Regions from separate parts of the Hordeum vulgare genome. Here region 1 is linked to region 2. A link is a contact called in public Hi-C data. All regions are on one chromosome and are shown on one strand. The core of a region is the stretch at or near the end of the contact, and the rest is flanking DNA. Distances in the headings are between cores, read along the strand shown.

Region 1 (4,601 bases), core at 372-2,871, 760 kb before region 2:
TGAAAAATGCGCATGAATTTGGAAAATATTCGCATGTTTGACAAAGATCGTGAATCTGAACATTTTCTCAAACTCCAAAAGAAATTAGGAATTTGAATATATTTTACCATTTTTAGTTCATGAATTTGAAAATTTCTCATGATTGTCAGCCAATTTGTTTAATAAAGCTTACAGATTTGAAAAGGAAAAATGGGTAATACTTTTTTAAAATAATTAGTTTGGAAAGAAGCAGAACAAGAATAACGGGCCGGCCCATTTCCACCGGCGCTGGTGCTCGTTTGGTCGCTCTACGTCGCCCCGTGCGGGGAATAGGATCAATCCGGTGGATAATAGTGGTATATCGAGTGTAGCTTTTCAATAGGGCTCTAACGCATGAACTCGTGGAGGCCCGCAAAAGAAAACTCGTAGAGGTCCGTTGTATGTCGAGATGAGCATGGCATACTCCTTTGATCTCCAGCCATCGTTGTTCTTTGGGTTGGGAACCCGTCTACAATTGAAGCTATAGCTTGCCATGAAGCTTTATTTCTAGCCGACGATCTATTGCTGCATAAAATCATAGTGGCTTTAGACTCAATGCAAAGTGGTGGTTATTAAGTTGATCGTGGCTAAGAAATCGGGTTTTATGGAATGTTACTTTCGTTTTGTTGGCCCGGCCACAAATGTTGAGGCACGTTACTCAGCCAAATATTAACCACTCCTTGGATAAGGGACGTCACACCAGATTTGACCAACCACATGATTCGTTTTGTATCCCTTTTATGATCAACTTTTGATAAATAAAGCATGCAGGATTACTCACTCTCAAAAGAAAAAACTCTTGTCCTCATTGCCTAAAAATATAGGAGTATATCACTTTTCCGTATTCTTTGTGTGTGAGACTGAAATCTGCACGGTCCTGATGCTCAGCATCACTGTCCTTACAACACGTTAAAAATAAAATGGACGGTGCTCGTCGCAGGATGGATAACCTTGTGTTTCATCCATCTAATCCTTGTGATTAGATAATCTTCGCAAGTTCATGAGAGTTCTTTTCGGACGCAAATTACCTGCTAGCACAGGAACAGATGGATGCACACCGCCAGTGGCGAATTTACTAGAGGGGTTTTAACAGGCTTAAGCCCCCCCCCCCCCCCCCCCCTTCAGCACTAGCAACATAATTTTTACTGCTGGTCTTAAAGTCCAATCTATCATTTGTCAGCTCGGCCTAATACATATTTGCACTTCACAGGCAGCTCAGCCTCCCCTTCATTTTTTTTAGATTCGCCACTGCACACTGCGATGTACTTTTATGAAGAGGAAACCTTGGATCACTTGATAGCATCAGATATTATGGCAACAAAATCTGTCTGCCATCGATCGAGTAACAGCGCTTACAAAAAGGGAATAAGAAAAGGACACACACGTTCGATCGGTCAAGCAAGAGCATCTTTGAGCAAATAGAAAGGAACAAGGAATCGACGCATAGAGGACATGGATGGATCACTGTTGAATGTTGATAAAAAAGGACCAGAACAGAAGGTGTTTTGTACGTATATATTCTGCGGTGTATCATGCATGAACATAACCGGAACCGGTGTACGATGGGTATAGCTTACGCGCAGAAGGAGGCGGTACAAGCACGTTCACTACTTCATTATGAGGATGTGGCCTAGCTCGGTAGAGCTATCAATCTGGTTATGTATAGCGATGGGAGCGCTGGGTTTTCATCATGTAAATTAGCTATATGCGAGATGTCGCCTTCTCTGGCGAGGGGGCAGCGTGCAGCCGCTGTCTCATGCGGTGGTCCCGTGATCTCGGAGTCCCGCTCTTCCGTCTACCTATTGTATCGTACTAGATCACTGATGGCGCGCGTTGCCGCACCCGTCTATTTATAGAATGAAATGGTATTAATTTTGATAAATATATGATCACATGAAATATATTGAATTTGCCTAAACATAATAATACATTACTCGGTAATCCAAGGAATCTCATATATACTCTGTAAAAGCAAGGTTACATATACAAATTGTCATGGTGTAACAACATACACAACAATTTAGATTGTAAAATAGAACTAATAAGTAAAGACAATAGACAATAATAAATAAATTGTATACACGGTGCATAAAAAAAATCTTCACATGCTTCTACCAAAGGGCCAAACGTTCAGAAACAAAGAAGAATTATGTCAGCCTAATGCACTTAGCCATTGCTTAAGGGGGGCATCACATTCATAGGAACAAGAGTCCTAACAAGGATTAAATTAGTTGCAATATCAAATAACAATATACTAAGTAATATCATAGGAGCAGCAACGCGTACATGTGGTACTCATATTTTTCAAAAAAAATCGTTGGCTTTTTGTTAAAGAGCAACCAGGCTGAAAGCTATATGTAAGAAAGTGGTAGACGGGCAATTCCGTTTTATACATGAAAAATCTTACCAAAACAAAACCAACATGAAAAATGGTGTTGCTCACTTGCATGAATTATGTAAGGTGCAAATTGAAATGTCCACCAATCAGCAACCACCTATATTGCATACAGTAAAAAAAGAACTTCCCGGTCAGGACAAGTAGCTGATATAGCAAGTAACGTTATGTATAAGATGAAAGACAGAGAGTACTACAACAAAAATGATAACAGAAATAAATGCAAATTATGTGTAAGATGTCAGTACACCTAGCACGTATCCAGTGCGCCGTACTTGAGCTGCTCAAGCTAGATATCATTACTTAGTTATGCATTAGTACAGAAATACATTTCACCAAAGATTCAATCAAATTTTATTTCATGAGTATCTACATACATAGAAGAGGAAACTTGAATCCTCGTTGAAAACATAACATCTATTGAACTGGCAATAATCAGGTTTACTGCAACACTACTGAAAAAGTTGAGCATTAACAGTCTACCCTTGATTGGCATGCTCGTTTATTGTATTTATTTCATTTGACACAGAACTATTGCAAGTTTGAAGTTTGAACTATCGCTACCACTGTTGTGAAACCTTGTTCGACAACTAAAAAATAATGTCATAAATTTATATCCCAGCTAGATTATGTGGTTTTATCTCTAAGAAAGACAAATACAAGAATCTGTAGCAAACGTTGCTTTCTTTGCTTTCTTTTGCATACCTTGGAACTGTAATAAACAAAACAAGTATTTATGAGGTTGAGGAAAAATAAAATGAACATATCTTTGTGTTCTTGAGGCCAGCTTATAAGGTTCAATCATATTCGCTGCACGGTGTACGTGCCATCACATGGTAAAAATTAGATACTAAGTCTATACTCACGTACTTGTGAATTAGAGAGCAAAAACTATCTAACCTAATTTATAATCTTCATGTTATACTACTGCAACTCATAATTGAAAAAAGACCACATGATTTGGATAAAGATAATCTATAGAATATGTAAAAGTAAATTTCCTCCATAAATATTTCCATTTCCACATATGAGAACATTTTGACCTGCAACTGGCTCTATTAGTTCAGGAGAAAATTCACAGACTGGATGAAATATTGTACGGGGGTGAGTGCATGACTTGAGAGAAACAAAGCTTGTAAATTTGTATGAAAATGATTGTCTGGTTACCTTGGAGATGGGGAATTGACATCAACATCCAAAGGAGGAGAGGATATATTGCATAATCAGAGATCTCTCAACAGGTGCACAATATTTTGAAGGTTATAATATATGCTCCGCTTACAGATATCAATGCAAGATTTCATTGCTCTCGACGACAGTAGTGTCCTCAAGCGGCACTATGTCAGACTCGATGGTCATCACCTGCTCCACAAACTCCGTTGTGCTGGATGAACCTGCCAATAATAAGAAATCGCCAAAATGAGCCGACTCCACAGTTGTCGTGGGCAACCGGCAAACAGACACACGACGACCGACAAATAGACGACGAACCTCACGAGTCACGACGGTGACCTTGGTGAACGATGGTGTACCATCCATCGGATCCGGCTGGAGTAGGATGGTGTAGCCTCCCTTGGCAATCCACTCCTGGTTTGCCTTGGGGTTGCCACGAAGAGGTTGGGCAAGACGGAGGTGATCTTGATCTCCTTCCTCTCATTTGCTACCACAACCAAATCAAACCTACACAATACAAACATGGGGAGAAACATAAAAATCATTGTAATGTGCTGCAGCTGCTGCCAACACACAAAAAGGCATAATATATGAACATGATTTCGTAACCTCTGCTAGTAGCTGCTCATTAACAAACTGCACTTTTGATAACCTAAATATACCATGATTTTGTACCAACCTCTGTAAAGATGGTAATTGGGGTCAGGATCAATTGCAAAAAAAACGAAAAGAAAAAGGTATTTAAATAACAGAGGGAGAATGAAAAGAGAAAAATATATGATTTCCATGGTACATCACATACGACAGCTCGGCACACGGATTCCTCATTCACCTATGCTCACACAATCTTGACGCAACAAGTATAGCTCCTCTATCCAACAGTGGCTGCTGACCGCTGCGTCCATAGGTGGGGTATATGTTGTCCTGTACTTTTTTGGCGGTAGCGGCTGGGTAACATACAGCTTGAGGTAGGGACTGGATGGTTCGCCGTGGATCTGAATGGTTGCAACGCCTT
Region 2 (5,164 bases), core at 2,564-5,063:
CACAAAAATAGCATCAACACTTGTATCTGGTCTGGTAATCACAGCACAGACCACAAGAGGCTGCAACGCTCGAGTTGAACTAAACAAAAGCCTGATCGCTTTCTCCACAATATTAAGATCGCGTCTTCACTATACAGAAGATGGACTACATAATTAATCTACATCTAAGGGCGCAAGAGAAACACTAACACATTCACCAAGAGCATGTACAGCAGTGGAAGCAAGAGTACCGTCAGGAGAACCCAACTGCAGGCTGTCTCAGTCGAAGAGCAGGCGCCGTCGCAGGGACTTGGGTATCCTTTTTGTCAGGTCCACCGGTGGGGATTTTCTCGTGCCAGCTCTCGATGTCGACGTCTCGCCCTCGACGAGTGGCTTCTTCCCGGCATCGTCTCCTGCCGCTTTCTTCGACCGGTAGAACTCCTTGATGCTGAGCTGAACCCCGCTGGGTCTTGGGCCCTTAGGTGTCTCCAACATGCTCTCTGCTAGGCTCAGCTTGGATTTCCGTGATCTTGATTTTGCATCTTTCAGCCTCTGCGACCAATTCAGTGGATATTTTAACCAGTGTTCAAGAGATAAATGTAAGTTCAGATATACTGCAAATGTAAAACCGCGAAAAAAAAGATATAATGCAAATGTAGCTCAGTATAATGTCCAGGAAGCATCATCGTGATTTTACTTCTCATCCACAGGGAAGAAGGGAAGTAATCGATGCGTACCTGCGCTTCCTGAAACTGCCGTGCATCGTTAGGAAATGCAGCATTCACGAGCTGTATATCTTCATCGGTCAATAGAAATACTTGATCATCATCCCTGAGTACTTGTGGCAGATCTGGCTCATCCAACGAGTCAGAAGATTCAATATTCACCGTTGCCTCCTCCTCCTCTTCCTCCTCGTCATCGTCCAAAACCACTACCTCAGCATGACTCTCCCCATCTAATTCTGGTTTCCTGTGAGACGCACCACCAGAAAGAATACCACCAGTGGCCCTCTTCCATTTGACCAAGTAATAAGGGTGGCCATGTTTTATCTTAATGCGCTGAATCGAATGGAACTCATATTGGTCACAGAGAAGCAATGATTTACACGGAGATGAAGCCATTCTGCGCAAATATATAGTTGATAGCATAGGGAGCATGTGCTGTCGGACATACGACGGTTCCCAGTTCTGCATATAAGCTAGCAAGTCAACCAAATCATCAACTTTAGGCTCGGTCCACTCAAGCTTTCGATCACCACTTTCTGCAGACAGCACAATGATGACTCACTTAGTACATATCGATGAGGACAATCAACAGATTCTCATGTACTTAAATAGTGAAGAACAAAGTATGGATAATATAACTGGCACTTGCAGCAAGTTCAGAAGCTTCACTCTCAAGTGCAGGTGAAATCGAGAAATATTAAAAGCAGTGTTCTTAACTTTTACCTTTAGTATCGAAATTGTCATCACATAGATACAATCTAATTATCTCCTCATTTGGGAAATTTGTCTCAGCAGCTAATCTTTTGCACACCTTGATTTGCCAATTCTCATGTCTTTTCTGTGCTTTCAGATCACGCACCTAAAATTGATTCCAACAAAGATACTCTTAATAAAGATAACTACGACCCATAAACCATTTGAAGGGAAGGAATAAGCACTGTATACTACAGTACTACATTTTATTTGATTGAACAGAAAACATCAGAAGCATTATTGACAGTGAACAAGTCAAGAAACCAGTTTTTGTGCATAATTCAATAAAGATAATATATACAGGTATGCGGACACAAATTAGCAGCTGAGGCCTGAGGGTAGTGCTATCAAACAACCTTGGACAGGCTTAAGGAACAGTTTTTGTCCAAATCAGGCATTGTCAATTATAAAATACACGTGTTCTGAACTGTGGAATACACTGCCGAGAAGGTTATGCTTTACAGTAGATCAAGTGAGATTACCTTTTCACAGCTAGGACATTCACATACGAAACCAGCTGGTTTTTCCATGCAAAATTCTAAAGAATCCACCAAGCAATAATTGCATCCAGTCTTGCTGTGATTTTTCTTGCTACCGGGGTGACCACAGTGTGAGCAGTGAGGCGATCTCGCAACTGGTGGGCTCTTTGTGGATGGTGATGGTAGATCATCGACATGGGCCTTGTCAAATCCTTCTAGGAATGGATAGATTCCTTTACCAATTTCATGTAATCTGGAGAAGGAGAAATAAGATCGGGTTCGGAAATGCAATGTTGGGCAACTCATTATGCTACATATTACAAGAATCTCTCATCAAAGTATGAAACATACTTATCCAAAATCTGATCTTCATCAAATAACCGCACAAATCGAAGTGCAGTCTCAACACCAAAACCAGGCACGCCATGCAAATCATGGTCACTGCCAATAAGAAGTGCCATGGCTACCATTTGTTTCCTCTTCAATCCAATCCCAGACTCAATATCTGCTATGTTGTAGCACTCGAAAGGTTCCTGAAAGAAATTCCGGATCATCGCACCATGGTACAGGGGAAGTGGAGCAAATCATTCATCTCATGGTATAAGAACTAAGAAGTATAACAGGCTGCCTACCTTACAATTCGACCGCATCACTTTTATGACAGTCTTGGCTCCAAAGAGAAAAGCATCACTGTCTGAAGTAATGCAGGCATCCACCTCACCCTCATTGTTCAACTGAGCGCAAAGGGCTTCTGCTTCACCCTTTGCCCACAATACTGGCATTCCAAGATTTTCAAGCAATTCCTATGCGTCACATAAAATGAATACTGTCAAAGATAGAAACTTTACCTGTTTCCAATAGTAATCCTAGAGCACCGAAATGCCTCAGCAAACATAGATTGGAAACTTACATGAACTACTAACGAAATGTCTCAAAGGCTTATAAACACACACAAAGGATCATCTTTTAGTGTTAATACATTGCATTTCAGTCAAGCTTTCTGAACCAAAATTAAATTCTGAATCTTGAAAAGATGAAGACAACATTTGCAAACACATGGGCACTGACCACGCAGTCCTTAACGCATCGTGTGAAGATAGCGTTTCTCGCCTTCACCGGCGCCGGGGCACTGGCCTCCCCTTCCGCCTCGGCGCTCGACGAAGCAGGCAGGTCCACCCCAGAGCCTCGGAAGAAGCGCGCAGCCCTGGCCTGCGACTTGAGCGGCGACGGCTCACCGTCCACCACGAACACCGGGAAAGCACCCATCTGCAGCAGTTCAGAAAACAAATCCGACCGGTGAGTCAAAAAAACAGAGGAATCAAACACAAAGGAGTATTCCCAACACAGATTGGGCCGCGGCCGCATCTCCAAGATTGGCGCTTGAACAGCGCCGGACGACCACTGCGGGACGCAGGATGTCCCAATACCTCAATGCAGGAGACCAATCGCCGGGGAGCATCAGCAGACGGGAGAGATCGACGAGGAACTACGAGTAGAATCCAGAGAGGAGATGGGGGAGGGAGGCCGAAGGGAGAGGCGGGAGGGAGGGAGGAAACCGAACCGACCTTGGCGAAGAGCGAGAGCGTCCGGAAGAAGGTGTTGCGGACGTGGGGGCGGCGCGCGTGCGGGGAGCGCGCCCGGATGGCGGTGCTGTGGGAGACGATCCAGAAGGAGAGGTCGACGGCGACGCGGCGGCCGTGGAGGTACCCCGGACCCTCCTGCCGCGCGTACGGCTTCAGGAGGTCCCAGAAGCTGCCGCCCACGCCCATCTCGTCTCCTCTTCGCCGGCGTCGTCGTCGTCGCCGGACACGGCGGGGGTTCTAGCCTAGGGCGCTCGGGCTCAGCGAATCGCGGGTCTCGCCGCTGCGGCTAATGGGCCGTTGGGTGGGTCGGCTCTCGGTGCCAGTGCCAAGTGGGCCGCGAGACGACAGGTTGCGGCCGTTCGATTAAAAAACCTGAAGCGGTTGCGTTTGCGCCAGGAACTGAAATGTTTTTTTCTGAACTGCTCAAATTCATCAGCAACTTTACTCAAAAAAAATCATCAGCAACTAAAAAAAGAATAGATCCTTCTGGTTAATTGCAAAACGTGAATTCTTGTATGTATAAATCGCAACAAAAATAAAATCCTTTTTTGTATCTCTTTTTAATCTTTGAATTGACAGATGCACCTGACTGTATCATGCTCTGTAGGTTGTGCTGTTATTATAATTCTTTCCTCCCTTGCAAAAAAACAAAGGACTGACTTTTGTTTGCTTTCATTTCCTGAAGCACTAAACTATGATTGTCAACTCCAATGTTCGAGAAAAGAAAACAGTTGTGAGCCTCTCAAAAAGTAAAACAAACGGAATTAGATGTATGTGGATATGATGAGCCATGTAGTAGTGGTCCTCGGCATTATGTATTTGGCCAGAGGAAAATGAAAATAAATGTGTGCCTAATTTTATTTTATTTTACTTTATTTTGCGGGTATGTAATGTGTTTGCTAGGTCGGTTGCTTGACGAATATTTCTCAATAGGATCAGGGAAAGGTTCGGCCGAATACTTTCATACAATATCACCACAAAAGTCAGACAAGGTGATTGTTGGCTGGACCTAACACTACTACTCCCTCCGTTCCTAAATATAAGTCTTTTAAGCGATTTCACTAAGGGACTACATACAAAACAAAATGAGTGAATCTACACTCTAAAGTATGTCTATATACATCCGTATGTAGTCCTTTAGTGAAATATCTAAAAAGACTTATATTATGGAACGGAGGGAGTATGATTTAATCCATGGAGAAGTTAATGGATATGATAGTGAAAAATACATATATAATTATCCTGCCCAGCTGTACGTATCAGACTTGATTTCCACCTATTTGTATCATGGATCTTATCAATCAGCTCATCCAGCCTGCCGGAATGCTTCCCCGGTGGAAAGCTATATATAGTGAATTAGTGAGCACATAGTAGCACACCACCCATCCACTTTCACCACAAAGAATCCGTTCAAGGAGGAGCCCAAGAAGTGATCATTAGTTTTCTAGCTCCATTCTGAGAAAGGTTCACCTGATTATACAATCAGTTCTTATTGCCAAGTTACTCAGTTCTTATCTGATTTTTGGTTATTTCCTCTTTCTGACAGGAAATTATTTCCTCGCCTTGTAGGTATACAATCTGAGCAAAAATGGTGAAGTTTTCCAAGAAACTAACAACGGACCAGGTTCCAGGATGGGAGGAGTAT

The links. Hi-C and Micro-C count contacts between places; a contact is called where the count stands out from the background.
Region 1: a contact with region 2 is called in a Hi-C map of leaf, with 5 times the contacts expected there. The contact joins the enhancer-like site here to the promoter of LOC123399992 in region 2. A contact is called at or near these places in 1 of 6 Hi-C or Micro-C datasets (leaf) and 1 of 1 datasets of contacts at active chromatin or transcription factors (embryo).

Annotation. Positions count from the first base shown.
Region 1 is chr5H:495,730,146-495,734,746 of MorexV3_pseudomolecules_assembly, reverse strand. No RefSeq gene overlaps it. Among protein-coding and RNA genes, the nearest start is that of LOC123398324, 21 kb to the right of the region's middle. Within about 2 kb of position 1,621, at least 1 of the 3 cell types and tissues checked has open chromatin away from gene starts, as enhancers often do. A contact at or near this core is called in leaf, where this site is marked.
Region 2 is chr5H:494,973,986-494,979,149 of MorexV3_pseudomolecules_assembly, reverse strand. LOC123399992 (flap endonuclease GEN-like 1) reads right to left here and starts at 3,813. Exons shown (of 8, transcript XM_045094382.1): 1 at 3,502-3,813; 2 at 3,005-3,202; 3 at 2,569-2,739; 4 at 2,288-2,469; 5 at 1,940-2,189; 6 at 1,428-1,563; 7 at 717-1,240; 8 at 1-531. The coding sequence starts at 3,705. The coding sequence ends at 259. It overlaps LOC123399991 (SPX domain-containing membrane protein OsI_32082-like), which reads left to right and starts at 4,876. Exons shown (of 6, transcript XM_045094380.1): 1 at 4,876-4,983; 2 at 5,089-5,160. The coding sequence starts at 5,108.